2 separate regions of the Bombyx mori genome follow, and region 1 is linked to region 2. The links are chromatin contacts, called in public Hi-C maps. All regions are on one chromosome and are shown on one strand. The core of a region is the stretch at or near the end of the contact, and the rest is flanking DNA. Distances in the headings are between cores, read along the strand shown.

Region 1 (7,406 bases), core at 2,993-5,492, 130 kb after region 2:
TTAAAAACATTAGGCTTACATATAAAGGCGATATACAACCATTATGCGTATTATTCAAAATAAAAGTGCGTCTCCTATACAATTCAATTTTGAAATTGTCATAGTTTTTGAGCAGAATAACATTAAACACCTATACAGCGGGTAGAAGATAATTTTTTTTTTAATAACGATATGCGATTCAATACAACGAATGTTAATTAAAAAAAAAAACAATTTTAAGTAAATTGTATTTTGTTTAAAAACGGAAATGGAATTTTAAAAAACGATCGCCGATACGTCATACTAGAGACGTCGGTTATCGTTTTAATTAATCGATACGGACGCGTGCTATCGATAATCGAGTGTTCGTTGTAAGGTTTATCGGACGCATTCGTATCGAGATGCAGCGGTTTCGGAAATCGATTTTATATTATCGATTAATTAGTTTGTAAGGTTTATCGTACGCATTCGTATCGAGAGGCAGCGGTTTCGAAAATCGATTTTATATTATCGATTAATTAATGGGTCCGGTGGCCAGGTAGTGGTACGGGTGTCTGTTCGGCACGAACCTCGCGTCGTACCTCTGGCTCTTGGCGTAGAGGTCGCCGCGGTTGACCTTGCGGTACTGGGCGCGGCGGCTCTTGTCTTGCTTGTCGGCTGGTTTGTTCGGAACTTTGGTCGCGTCCGGCTTAGGTTCCGGCTTTGGTTCGACGGCGGACGGGGTTCCCTGAGAAATTAGAGAACAAGCTACTTTAGATATTGAATACATCTGAATTGTATATTTTTACAGACACAGCTTAAAGCTAATGTTTTATTTAATACTCGGTATATAATCTAAAAACTTTTCAATTTTAGTGTAGACATGTAGAAAGTCACGTGTTTGGCATTGTATTGTATTATTGAAAGGACAGTTGCATTAACGAATCCTTCACGATACAGATTGTTAAAATAATTAAGACGAGTGGATAGGAAAATAAAGAGAATACTGCTTAGCTAAAATATAGTCTCATCTTGTCGAGGAGGCAGTCTGACGATTGTAGTATAAGAGACTATACTTGAGACTATACTATTGTAACTATACTTGAGACCTTAGAACTTATATCTCAAGGTGGGTGGCGCAATTACGTTGTAGATGTAAATGGGCTCCAGTAACCACTTAACACCAGGTGGGCTGTGAGCTCGTCCACCCATCTAAGCAATAAAAAAAATTAGCGAATGCGAAAACTTAATGAATTATGAAATTTAAAATAGTAGGGTCTTCAACGAAAACACAGCAATTATATTGAATGCACACCTCTTTGACTTCAGTGGACTGCTTCGGAGCTGCCTGGGTGGAGACACTCGGAGGGTTTGAGAGGTCCGGTGCTTGTTTGGATGGCGACGCTTGTTGGGAGGCGGGTTGAGATGCTTCACTCTGTAATAATAAGTCATTATTGTACAACAAAATGAACCTTCATGAGTAAACTTAACGCTGCATTATTTATCTTAATATTATATAAATCACGTATCACGTTGTTTGTCCGCGATGTACTCCTAAACTACTTAACCGATTTTAAATTAAATTTGCTCACCGTGTGCAGTTTGATCCAATTTAAAAGATAGGATGGTTTATATTAACGGTCGCAATATTTATTAATTAACAATAAAATAATTTCTTATGTTGATTTTTGTTATTAATTGTAAGTCTAAAACAGATGGCGCCTTAAATCAGTTTTACAGACAATTGTAATACTGTCTGACATAAGTATCTCATAAATGGCGCAGTGTTAAAAATACCAACGTTTCACTTAAGCTACAGTTTGATGGCATAAACACCACATGTTGCTGAGGCTAAAGTATAAGTGAAATTTATGAGTTTCATTCAAGAAGTTTCATTAAAAAAAAAAAAACATGTATGTGTCGGACTCACCCGCGCGTGGTGTGGCGCCAGCGCCACGGTGAGCGTGAGGTCGCACCACATGGCGCAGCGGGCCCGCCGCGCGCATGCGCACAGCTGCTTCACCGCCTCCGCCAGCTGCAGGATCGCTGCAACCAACACACACGCGGCTCATCACCTGGAACTTTACTAGGTCAGTAAGTATTGTAACGCCGGTAATAGTAACGCCATCGATCGCCGAATAGCCGAACGAACATCGAAGGATTCAGAATGTTCGAGAATTACAATGCTATCTGGGAATGAGTTGCTCGCTCCGGGCATTTCAATATTGCAATAATTGTTACGTTATAATACACATTGTAAATAAATATTAAAAAAAATCTAATCTCCTTGCATCATATTCCTCATTGTTGAGGGTCGTGACCACCCTTTTGTATCACCTTCGTACACACGATCTTTCTCCATCTATTCTTGTCTCTGGCGGTGTGGAGGGCGTTGTGAAACGTTTAAATCAAGAACGATGCGGATCTGGTCGGACCAACGTATTGGGCTGCGCTCCCGAGGACTTTTCGCATCTACCTTACCATAGTCACGATGAGCTTCTTGAGATTTCTACCATCCTTCCGTGCAAGGCTATCAGCATAGGTAGCGGGGTGTGCGCGGGGGCGGGGGTGTTGGGGGGCGGGGCTACTCACGGTCGGGGCGCGCGCGCTGCGGCTGGGCGAGCTCGCGGCGGCGCGCGGCCTGCACGCCTCCCACGGCGCTGCGCCACGCCACCATGGCGCTCTCCACCTCTCCGTGCGGCGCGCTGACACACAACACACACATTACTCGTCTCCTTATGCAGCTGCACTATGATACGTCAATGTATATTTGTGAGACAAAACTTTTTTTTTTATTGTCCTTGTACGCAGACGAGCATACGGCCCACCTGATGGTGAGTGGTTATCGTCGCCCATGCACTTCAGCAATGCCAGAGGCAGAGCCAAGCCGCTGCCTACCGCTTTGTACTCTCCACAAGCCTCGTTTGAAGAAGGACATGTCATAGCGCTCGGGAAGCACCGTGGAGGGGAGCTCATTCCATAGCCGGATGGTACGTGGCAAGAAAGACCTCTGGAAACGCACTGTGGATGACCGCAGTGGCTCCAGGTAGTATGGATGAACTTTACTCCGGTGGCGGGCGGTGCGATGGTAAAAACGAGATGAAAGTATCATCTCGAACAATTCTTCAGAGCACTCCCCATGGAATATACGATACAACTGATACTGTGAGGATAAAAATTGGCCAGATCAGTATGCTTAGTGCGCGTTTTTAACGTTCTCGATAGCGTTAAAGTCAGCTCATATTTGTATGGAATGGAATTGTTTGCGTACGTTTGCCGCTAGGGGCGCTGTTCCAACTGCATACAAAATTGGCTTAACTTTTACGATATCGAAAACGTTAAGAAACTCGAACTAAGCATACAGAACTTACATTTGTCAACCTAAGGAGATGCTGGATGTCAGTCTATGCTGTTGTATTTGCGGGATGACTAGAGACAGGGCGTACTGTGTGCCCCGCACTGATTAGTAATTTATTTTAAATAATTTAAATAATTTTAACGCTAGGCAGCGGCTTGGCTCTGCTCCTGGCATTGCTGAAGTCCATGGGCGACGTTAACCACTTACCATCAGGTGGCTGTATGCTCGTTTGCCTACAAGGGTAATAAAAAAAAAAGATCACAAAAATAAATCTATAAAAATCCATCACTTAAAATTTACTTCCAAAGTAAGCTTTGTTTTAAGTTTTCCTAAATAGCTCTCGAAACCTACATCTCAGCTAAATTCTTGATATCGTCTCTCCAAGTGGAGGGATCGAAGGTGGCCGGGTCGCAGCCGGTCTCCTTCTCCTTCTGCTTCTCACTGACCACGTTCTCTTGTCCCCTCTTCAACACCGTTATCTTTGTGTCGTCCGGTTTGTTCTTCTTGTGATTCGCACAAACGCTCGCTCTTAACGTTTCCATCTTGCCCATAAGCGTCAGCACCTGTAATTCGCCATTCGACTTAACTGATCAGCGTTGTTATGAAGTATACATTACGTGAGCACAAGGGTCTCCGGTCATCGTCCTCGTCGAACCCGTCGCTTGGGACGAAGGGCTCGTCGACCGAGAACGTCTAATGTGTTCTATCTCATTCTCTCGCCGGCTGAGTCCCATACATTTATGTGTTTGTGTCTCTATGGACTTATTTTTTCGTTTCATCGATCGTTTCAAGGGTCGACACATGAAGTCGCGTACCTTGGTGTGCTCCCGGAGCATGTCGACGGTGAGCCTGTCGACCCTGGTGGGGCAGGGCGGCAGGCGCGGCACGGGGATGGAGTTGGAGGAGGAGACGGCGCGGCCGGGGTAGGCGAGCGCCAGGCGGGCCTCCGTGCGCTTCCGCTCGCGCTCCAGCTGGCGCCACTGCTCGTAGCACGCCTCCAGCCGCGCGTGCAGCAGCGACGACGACGACGCGCCGCCCCTGCAACCACAACACTCAGCCAACTCAGATTCACATTTATTAGGGCGTGGACACATGTCTACGGCGCGGCGCCGTGTACTGTGCACCGCACCGGCACATGGCAGTAACCACCGTTTCCAATACAGTTTCTGTCTTAACATGGATCGCGAGACGTATTACTCTGCTCTTGTTGCTAATAAGACGAATGAAAAAAAACAGAATCAAAGAAAATATTGGGTGAATCCATACCTTTCTATAATGAACCATGACTGAGGTCATTTTAAGAGGAAATATGAAGCGCGATGCATGTTAAGACAGAAACTGTATTGGAAACGGTGGTTACTGCCATGTGCCGGTGCGGTGCACAGTACACGGCGCCGCTCCGTAACACGGTAGCAGGCGCCGCACTTTAGACATGTGTCCACGCCGTTACTTATAGGTTAAAGTCGTCGTGGCCTAAAGGATAAGACGTCCGGTGCATTCGTGTGTAGCGATGCAACGGGATTCGAATCCCGCAGGCGGGTACCAATTTTTCTGATGAAATACGTACTTAGCAACTGTTCGCGATTGACTTCCACGGTGAAGGAAGTCGTGTAACAAACAAATGGTGCGTGTACTTATGTACGCGTGTAAGAAGTTATTTTTATTAAATTTAAAAATACTTTATTTTTATTAAATTTATTTCTTTTTTTTTAAATATTAAATAATTAATAATAAATATTGAACGTTAATAATTTAATAATATTTAGTATGAATTATATTAAATAATAATTTTGTCATTTATATTACTAAAAAATTAATGCTAATAACACTTTATTTTTACGAGTGTACATGCGCGAAAGTTCACCTGGGGCTATATTCAGACTCGCCAAGTTACGTCGGTCGTATTGTAATGAGCGATTTAGTGGGCAACTTCATTCTGTTAATTTTGTGTCACGGTGCGCGCGCATCGTAAAATTTCACTCTCATCAATTTTTCATAACGTGCCTAAAGAAGTATAACTTCAAAAATCAAACCCGCAAAATTATAATTTGCGTAATTACTGGTGGTAGGACCTCTTGTGAGTCCGCACGGGTAGGTCGCACCACCCTGTCTTTTTCTACCGTGAGGCAGTAATGAGTATCATTTTGAAGGGCGGGGCAGACGTTGTAACTATACTTGAGATCTTCTTAACTTAACTTATATCTCAAGGTGAGTGGCAGCATTTACATTGTAGATGTCTATGGGATTCAGTAACTACTAAACCAAATAGTATGTGAGCTTATCCACTCATTTAAGCGATAAAAAGTTATGACACATTTTAAAATAACTTAAAATACAGTGGGCAAATTACCTCATATTTCTCATTGCGTAGAACGGTGCCAAAAGCGGTAAATCCAACATTGGTGATGGCAACACTGGAGGCGGGACGGATGGACTCGCGCCTAACAGGGCTCCGAGACCTGGAATTTAATTAACATTTTATTTAAATTATAATAATCTTTAACAAAAAAAAAAATGTGACTAGGGATCGCGTAACACATAATATGTAAGACTTCACAGCCTCCAGAAGTTAGTCTTATTTCTTCTATTTATTTTCCATTGGGACCGCCGACTAATTCCCACTCGCTCAAGTTTAAGGACCATGATTCCGGTTAGAAATCCGTAAAACAAATTAAGCTATAAAACGGCTCCATTCCTGAATGGTAAAAGTATTGTGAGTTGGAACAGGTAAGTCACTACCTGCCTATTTCTGCCGCAAAGAAATAACGCGTTCCAATTTGAAGAGTGAGAATTCTTGGATACATTGAGTTTGCCATGTCTATGGACTTTGGTAACTTTGTCTATAGACTCACTCACACCCTCTTTGTGAAAGAGCATTATCTTGTCTGCCTTACCTCAGAGTAACAAGTCAAAATTATATAATATATTTAAGTAAAAAATCTTTCAATATTTATAACAAGATAGAACTGTTGAAAATAGAGGCGAATAGATTTTTCAATACTGAAAAACTGAGGGTAAAAAGGATTGCTATTGTCTGAACTTGCCACGAATTGACTTGTAAACCGGATTACTTACCGATATTGTAAGGTGCGTTGTCGTGCAGAAACGAGACGTCCACATTGAGCTGGTTGGGCGGAGGCCGGGTCCGCATCAGGAGGCTCATCTGCCGCGCTAGCTCCTGGTTCTGCCGCACGACCGACGCTTGCTGCATGTTATTCTCCCTCCCTATATTCTCAAAACTGTTTCTCTGTTCGTTTATTACGCCATTACTCGGGAATGCGTTCATGTCGCGCCTCTGCATGAAGTCATTCTGGTTGAAGACGTTAGTGTTGTAGTTGACACCGGTTGGCGTCTGGTTCGTGTAGTCGAAGCCCTGGGTCAGTGGGCTTCGGTCACTCATCGGCATTACGTCATAGAAATTGTCGCCAAAACTCTTATTCGGCGGCGGCTGTTGGTAGCCCCTATAGAACATTTTATCGTCCGCCGGCTTATTGAACTGCTCATGCTGATATGGACCGTTTAAATCCATTGGCATCTTGAAATCCATGTTATTAACTGCGCTTTCTTCTCTATTTCGGTCCAAGGATATGTTCAATTGGTTCAGATACTGCAATATTTGCGTCGGATCTTGACTCTGGTCTTTATAGTTCGGGTATCTCTGATTGTTATAATCGTAATTTGCGTTCAGGCTCATGTCCAAGTTCAAACTGTTCGGTCGACTGTAATCGTTGACTTGAAACATATTGGTATCGGGCAGGGAGTTTCTTTGGCTGGGCTCGAAGAAGTTATAGAATTTGTCATCGAAAGCGTTAGGGCTTGTGAACTGTGCTCCTCCGATTTCCTGTGCGGCCAGCCTCAGAAGGTTCAGCTGCTCAGGGGTGACCGCATCTGGGCCTGCGTCAGGGACCGGCTCCAGACCGAGTAGATTAACGTCGTTGTCCGCGTAATTGACGAAACCATTGTTACCACCGAAACCGTTCTGAATATTGAAATTGTTGAAGCCGTTTTGTTCGTTCTGATTGAAATACAAATTGTTCTGGTAATACGAAGGCGATGCGTACGACGGGCTCCCCGTTTCGTTCTTCTGATA
Region 2 (7,120 bases), core at 266-2,765:
CAAAATTATAATTTACGTAATTACTGGTGGTAGGACCTCTTGTGAGTCCGCATGGGTAGGTACCACCACCCTGCCCATTTCTGTCGTGAAGCAGTAATGCGTTTCGGTTTGAAGGGTGGGGCAGCCGTTGTGACTATACTGAGATCTTAGAACTTATATCTCAAGGTGGGTGGCGCATTTACGTTGTAGATGTCTATGTGCTTCAGTAACCACTTAAAATCAGGTGGGCTGTGAGCTCGTCCACTCATCTAAGCAAAAAAAAGAGTAATAATAATAATACACTTCTGAATACTATTACTAGCTCAGCTCAGGCCACAACCAAGCTAAGCATCATAATGCCAGCTCAGACAGCTTCTTTAAAGTTAATTTTCGTTAGGAAATAATTATACAAAAATCAGTTCAAATCTCAGTATACATACCTTCATATCATCCTCTTCAAAATAATGCATACTCAATGTCACCAAGTTATTGGTCTGTGGATCATATTGGAGCACAGATAGTTTAGCTTCTTTGAATGAAACCAACAGGATATCTCGACCAGAACTTTGACAGCGTACAGAAGCTAAAGACATCACATTACCCCATAATGTATATGTCGCTAAGCATTCCAACTTCATCTTCGGGGGAATCGGCTGACCGGCTGAAAAAGTATATAATGACATGAGAAAATGTTTTATTTTTATTTTAGTCAGACGTAGAAGCTGACGATTACACGGTGTTATTCATTCATGGCGACAGTAATTTGTGACCAGATGTTAATTAGGTATTGTATTGGAAAATTTTAAGCCAGGAATTCGGACACTGCTATAGTAACACAGCTCGAAATTAGTAAACCAAGATTCTATCATTTCAACAATAATTAGAACCGCATACTGAACATACAGTATATTTGCAGGGATATTATCTATTCTAGTTTTTAACAGAAAGCAGTTAAAAAAACAAACCTGCATTAATCTCTTTTGTGTGGCCTTCGGGCAGCAGCCTGAAGACCTTGATGATATTGGCACCGGCGGTGACCAGACAAACCTCGTCATTGTTAAAGAAATAACAGCTAACCGCGTGCTCTATACCAGTCGCTGGATGAGTCGTTCGACAAATCGAAAACATTATTCGTTAAACGTTCGATTTTGAGGTTATGAACTAAAACACTTTCAACACTAAAATCTGATATGTTTGCTTGAATCATTAATTTACAAACAGATAACAACAATCAAATATGGTCCTGATTTAACAAAATGCTGTTCAGTAACTCTAATTTAATCTGAGAAAAACATTGTATCAAACATCGTCGCTTTGTTGATGTCAGTTCTGAAACTTGATTTCTTTCTTACTATTTGAACTTGTTTTGTATATTTTAAATTAAAAGAATACGTTTAATTTTAACACAATAGTGTTTCGTGGTATAGATCCACGATGAACATTTGAATTGTTCAATATCGTTTTTATAAAACAAAAGAAGTTATTTGTGTGGTTTAAAAATTTAACTTGTTCCAGTTACCAGTTGTTTCCGAACGTTCCAAAATTGCAATCGGCCATAGATATTTTTTTTTGGTAAAAAATTTCCTTATTAAGAAAGGCAAGGGGATCTAAGCGCATCCAGCCTTGTCTGTTCTATATAATTTCTAAAATATCGGCCATAGATAATTCTAATTACCAAAGAATTATAAGAGTGTATGTGAATTATCTACGGTAAGAAGGTCTTTTTGATGTAAACGTAAGGATCTAAGTTGTATGAATTTGTAGCTACCGTCTATTCCGACAAAGACCTTCGCGATATCAAGGCTCACAGCGAGAAGCTCTAGGACCTTGGCTCTCCAAAGCTTCAGCCCACCTGTGGGTAAGATATAAAAGGTCCCCAGCTAAGCTACTGTAAAGGAAACCATACAATAGAGCCGGATACCGAGCTCAGTGGCAAAATTTTTGCCACGTTTCATGGTCTAAAGCAGTGATTCCCAAAGTGGTCTATATCGACCCCTAGGGGTCTATGACAACGTGCAAGAGGTCTACTTCTTCTTTTTCTCCACCTTATCCCACTATGTGGGGTCGGCACAGCTAATTTTTCTCTTCCATTCTCTTCTATCAGCCGTCATCTCAACACTCACTCCTCTCTCTCTCATATCGTCATTCACACACTCCATCCATGTCTTCTTCGGTCGACCTCTTCCCCCTCTACCTTTCACTACCATTTCCATACATCTCCTAGTCACATGCATCTTCTCTCTACGCATCACATGTCCATACCACGCTAACCGTCCGCTCCTTAATTTGTTGTTTACCGGGGCCACTTTCACACTTCCTCTGATATACTCATTCTTTATCTTATCCATTCTTGTTACTCCACACATCCATCTCAACATTCGCATCTCTGCCGCATGCACTCCTCTTTCATGCTTAACTTTCGTCGCCCAACACTCAGATCCATACAGCACGACAGGTCTAATGATCGTTTTGTAAATTTTGCCCTTGAGCTGAAGGGGCATTCTACGATCGCATGCTGTTGCAGAGACCTGTCGCCATTTCATCCAACCAGCGTTTATTCTATTTGTGACGTCCCGGTCTATGTTGCCGTCGTTCTGGAGTATAGAGCCGAGGTACTTGAAGTCAGAGCAGACTGGCAGGGATACACCATCTAAGGCGATTGGCGTGAAGTCTGAAGAACCACCAAAATCACAAAACATGTGCTTGGTTTTTGTTCGACTGATCTTCAACCTTTCTTTCCATTTTGCCAATCTCCTCTGTATCTCAGGCCCTTCCTCTCCAACGAGAACAATGTCGTCGGCGAACAGCATACACTAAGGCGCCTCTTCCTGTATGTCCGATGTTAGGGCATCCATTATTAGGATGAACAGGTAAGTGCTTAAAGCTGATCCCTGGTGTAAGCCTACCGCCACACTGAACTCGTCGCTATCGCCAGCTGCGGAGCGTACGTACGTACTAGCTCTACCGTACATAGCTCGAACAAGCACTGATAGTAGCTATTTACGTACATCATACTATCTTATAATATCAAGACATCATTAGCCGAGGAGATTTAAGATTAACCCTTACAACATTGACGCCAAATGTTGATAATTTATTATTAAAGCATCAGGTTCATCCTTCTCACTAAAAATATTGACTTATTGCTTATGTTATTTTATTTATAGTTTATTTTATGTTACGTATATTTTACATAACAGATACAAAATTTTATTTTGAGTAGTTTTAATTTTAATTCAATTAATAAGGTCTACCCAACACGGAAAAACATGGCAAGGGGACTACGACACAAAAAAGTTTGGGGAACTCTGGTCTAAAGGATAAGACGTCCGGTGCATTCGTATGTAGCAATGCACCGGTGTTCGAATCTCGCCAGCAGGTACCAAATCTTCCAATGAAATACGTACTTAAGAAATGTTCACGGTTGACTTCCACGGTGAAGGAATAAAATCGTGTAATAAAAATCAAACCAGTAAATTTGTAATTTCCGTAATTACTGGTGGTGGGACGTCTTGTGAGTCCGCACGGATAGGTAACCAATGCCCTACCTATTAGTCCAATGATGCGTTTCGGTTTGAAGTGTGGGGCAGGCGTTGTACTGTACAAACTGATACCTTAGAATTCTTGTCTCAAGCTGGATGGCATTTACATTGTAGATGTCTATGGATCCGATAACCCCTTAACACCAGTTGGGCCGTGAGCTCGTCCACCCATCTAAGCATTTTTTTTAACAGGTACATATTTCAAAAACAACGTTTTCTTTAAATAGGTAGTTTATTAAGAACTAACATTTTAACATACAAATCCATTTTGTTTCTATTCTAATAATCATAGGAATATTGTTTATATCATTCATTTACATCTCATCAGTCTTTGCCCAAAACATCTAAATCCCATCGCCTTTCCATTTTCACATTTTCACGTCCAAGAAGAATTGCCATTTAAAAAAAAAATACCAAATTGAGAATTTACATAATTGAGAATTTTATTTGTAAGTTTATCTCTTTTACAAATAAAATTCGTTTCTTAATAATTAAAAATAATGCTGGAGTAATTAAAGTAAATATTTGACGTATAATCCTATTTTTATTTGTATACGTTTTGTGTTCTATCCATTGACATATTGCACAATATTCTTTGTATATAGACCTTTGTTTGAAAAGACCTTTGGATATGGTTTTGACTAAGTACTTGGATGATGATATAAACACCACATCATTAGTCATTGTAGACCCTCATAAACATATATCAAATTTGGCAAATCTAATGCTATTTACTTGCTAAATACCAAGCTTTCTTATACCATGGTACATCAACTATAGCCATGTTGCTTTTGAATAAGATTGATCTGTATATCAATAACATAAAGAAATCCTCAATTCCCAGTAGAATGAAAAGATAACATTAAGACCGTCAGCAATGGCGAGTTTCTTGTTAGCGTAGTACGAATCACGCCAATTTTTATAATCACACTGTACTATTTTGGTAATTAAGAGTTACAGATTAAACGCTCCCACTCAAATCAATCTGCAATTTAAGGTTTTTTTTTTTAATTTAGCATCCTGGGACATGAAATGTCTTAATTTATATTTAAGACCCATAACCTATATTTAATTCCCACTCCACTCAGCCGATCTACACATGTCGGCCAACAATTCATCAAACTCAACAACTGAATTCTCATACAGCTCCAAATCTTTAGACAAATCTTCGTTGGTTAGTTCTACGTCTTCTAAAACAGGCTCTAAGCTTTTGTTCGATTGTGTTAGCTCATCTGTCAACTTCAAGTGTGGCGCATTAAAGAAATCTTTGTAAAACTCGGCTAGTTCTCGTATAGGATGTGTGTCAGCAAAAGGGAACAATAACAGTTTTATTGGTGGTTCGTTTTCGTGACGGAATCCAGAGAATTTCTTTGGTGGCATCTCTAAAGAATTCGGACTCTTTGATGCTGCACTGTCATCTAATTCTTGTGTGCTCTTAGACATGATTTCCTTTTCTTTAACAGGAGATACAGGCAATTTTTCAGGTCTGTAGTGATCAGGAATAGGAATTTTCGTGTAGAATTCTTCAAATGTCCTCTTAACTAAGGTTTCATCTACAAAAGCAGCTAAGCGTAAGGGCTTGTCCAAATCGATGGGTCCTGAAGGTTTCGACTCTCTTTTTTCTTCTTTCTTCTTTTTTGATTCAAATATGACATGTTTCGGACTCAATTCAAAGTGATCACTCTTTAATAACAATGCTTTGTTATTGTCTGAACGGTTAGGAGTTATTGAAAAATTTGTACGGTACGTTACCGAGAAGACTAAAGCACCTAATGGTGTTTTTAAGAGGCCGGCTTGAATAGTTTTCACTGAATCACCAAGAGCTTTCAATTTTGCCTCGCCACTGTAAACTCTGTAGAATATAGTGAATGATTCCAGTCTCTGTTTCCTTGACAAATGATATGCCGGTGTGATCCTTGTTATAGTTATAAGAGATTTTAACAATATGCCCATTCTAAAATACACTGTGTTCATTGCCTTCAATGATGTATCGAATTGGGTTTCGTCTAGCTGAAGAGTCCAGAGTTCTAGTACCATTTCATCTCCATCTTCTGTTTGAACAGATATTTCTACATGTAATTGTGATTTTATCGTCTCCAGTACACGATCCGAAGGTAAAGCATTCTTAGTTGCCTGATTTACTTCAGAGGAATCTGGTATCTGTAAATTAAACCAATCAGTGTCTGACGTCTTTGGTTTACTGTTAGGTTCTATTTTAACTCCTTTTCTAGACTCAACTATAACTTGTACTCCTTTGTACGCTAAAAACTTTGTGAATTTCGTGAATTCATTTTTGTCAGTTATATTCGAAAATGCGACTTCAGGTGCCATTTTAGAGAATTGTTGTTGGGTTGATTTACTCCTCTTCGGCTATGCAGTTTTCCACCAGGTTTCTTAGATTGGGATTCTCCATTGCAGCTGCAATCCTCTCCTTGTCGTTGATCTGCTTATTGACTATAAAAAAACAAATAATCTATTAAAAACAAAATAAATGTAATTACTATTATGGTTTAATGAATAAGGTGAGCACCATATTTACAATTCTTATATTCCAAGATTCTCTACAACTTTTTTACTATCTCTACCTCTACATTAAATTTGTAAAGTCATATTTTCTTTTTCAAGTATGGCAACCAATGCGGAAATAAAAGAATAATAATTAATATTGGCATAGATAGTTTTTTTTAACATCGGATCAGCAGAGAAGTTCTGGTCTACCTGAATTTAAGTGGAAACGATAGTCATAGGGCTGTGTCCACATCTCTGCTTTAAAACACCTACTTGTATCACACTATTTGGAAATATTTATGAGTCTGCTAACCCTAATCAATAATGTTTTGGCACAAAAGTTAATAAACATGTTGTATGTTTACAAACTATTATCACAATGTTGTTTCAAATATGACCTTCACAAACTGTGTCATGGTCTTTGAACCAAAAAAGTAATTTAATTTTTTCTTAAATTTTCTTGAACTATGCTGTGATTAATAAGATGGCAAACAATGTGTTTCAATGAAGTCTATATATATTATACGGTAGACTAAATGTACCTATATATATTGATCGTCATTTTATTTAATCACATAATGTGCTTAATTTGCATAAAGTAGAAGTCAGAATTTTGTATTATTACAGCTGTCACATTTTTCAGTATGTATGAAGTACACAATTTCAGTATGTGTGTAGTACCAGTAAGTATGAACATTTTGTTTACCCTATATGGTGGTATTTAACCATGCAGGGTCAGTTTTCTAGCTGTTGCTGAAAGACTCCAAAAATTCTAATTAAAAGTGGAAAACTCATAAACAACACCTTCATGACTGACCTGACAGTGTACTAGTCATCCCTCTGACTATTAAGCCGAACATTATGATTACTAGAACATTATTATATTGTATTATTATAACCGAACACTACTAATCGGAATGAAATTACAACAGAACAAATATGATTGCTGTTTCTAGACTTTATTAAGCTATATCAGTCAGTTCATTTGTCTGATGTTTTTCAAATTAATTTTAATAACTTTTTACTAGTTTACCACCATTAAGCCCCAATATTTTACTAATGCAACTACTACTGCAAATAAACATTTAACT

The links. Hi-C and Micro-C count contacts between places; a contact is called where the count stands out from the background.
Region 1: a Hi-C map of whole pupa shows a contact between it and region 2, with 2.3 times the contacts expected there. The contact joins the enhancer-like site here to the promoter of LOC101745127 in region 2. A contact is called at or near these places in 2 of 7 Hi-C or Micro-C datasets (middle silk gland and whole pupa).

The regions. Positions count from the first base shown.
Region 1 is chr28:8,601,364-8,608,769 of ASM3026992v2, forward strand. LOC101745859 reads right to left here. Exons shown (of 10, transcript XM_004924320.5): 3 at 6,392-7,406; 4 at 5,667-5,775; 5 at 4,132-4,354; 6 at 3,668-3,879; 7 at 2,551-2,663; 8 at 1,889-2,004; 9 at 1,274-1,393; 10 at 1-706. The coding sequence ends at 494. Among protein-coding and RNA genes, the nearest start is that of LOC101745859, 8.1 kb to the right of the region's middle. Within about 2 kb of position 4,243, at least 4 of the 8 cell types and tissues checked have open chromatin away from gene starts, as enhancers often do.
Region 2 is chr28:8,472,678-8,479,797 of ASM3026992v2, forward strand. LOC101745127 (cleavage and polyadenylation specificity factor subunit 1) reads right to left here and starts at 1,516. Exons shown (of 29, transcript XM_038021176.2): 1 at 945-1,516; 2 at 420-640. The coding sequence starts at 1,107. LOC101740494 (MIP18 family protein galla-1) reads right to left here. Exons shown (of 3, transcript XM_004924282.5): 3 at 3,735-5,975. The coding sequence ends at 5,878. LOC134198646 (autophagy-related protein 13 homolog) reads right to left here and starts at 5,852. Exons shown (of 1, transcript XM_062676832.1): 1 at 3,735-5,852. The coding sequence starts at 5,852. The coding sequence ends at 4,590.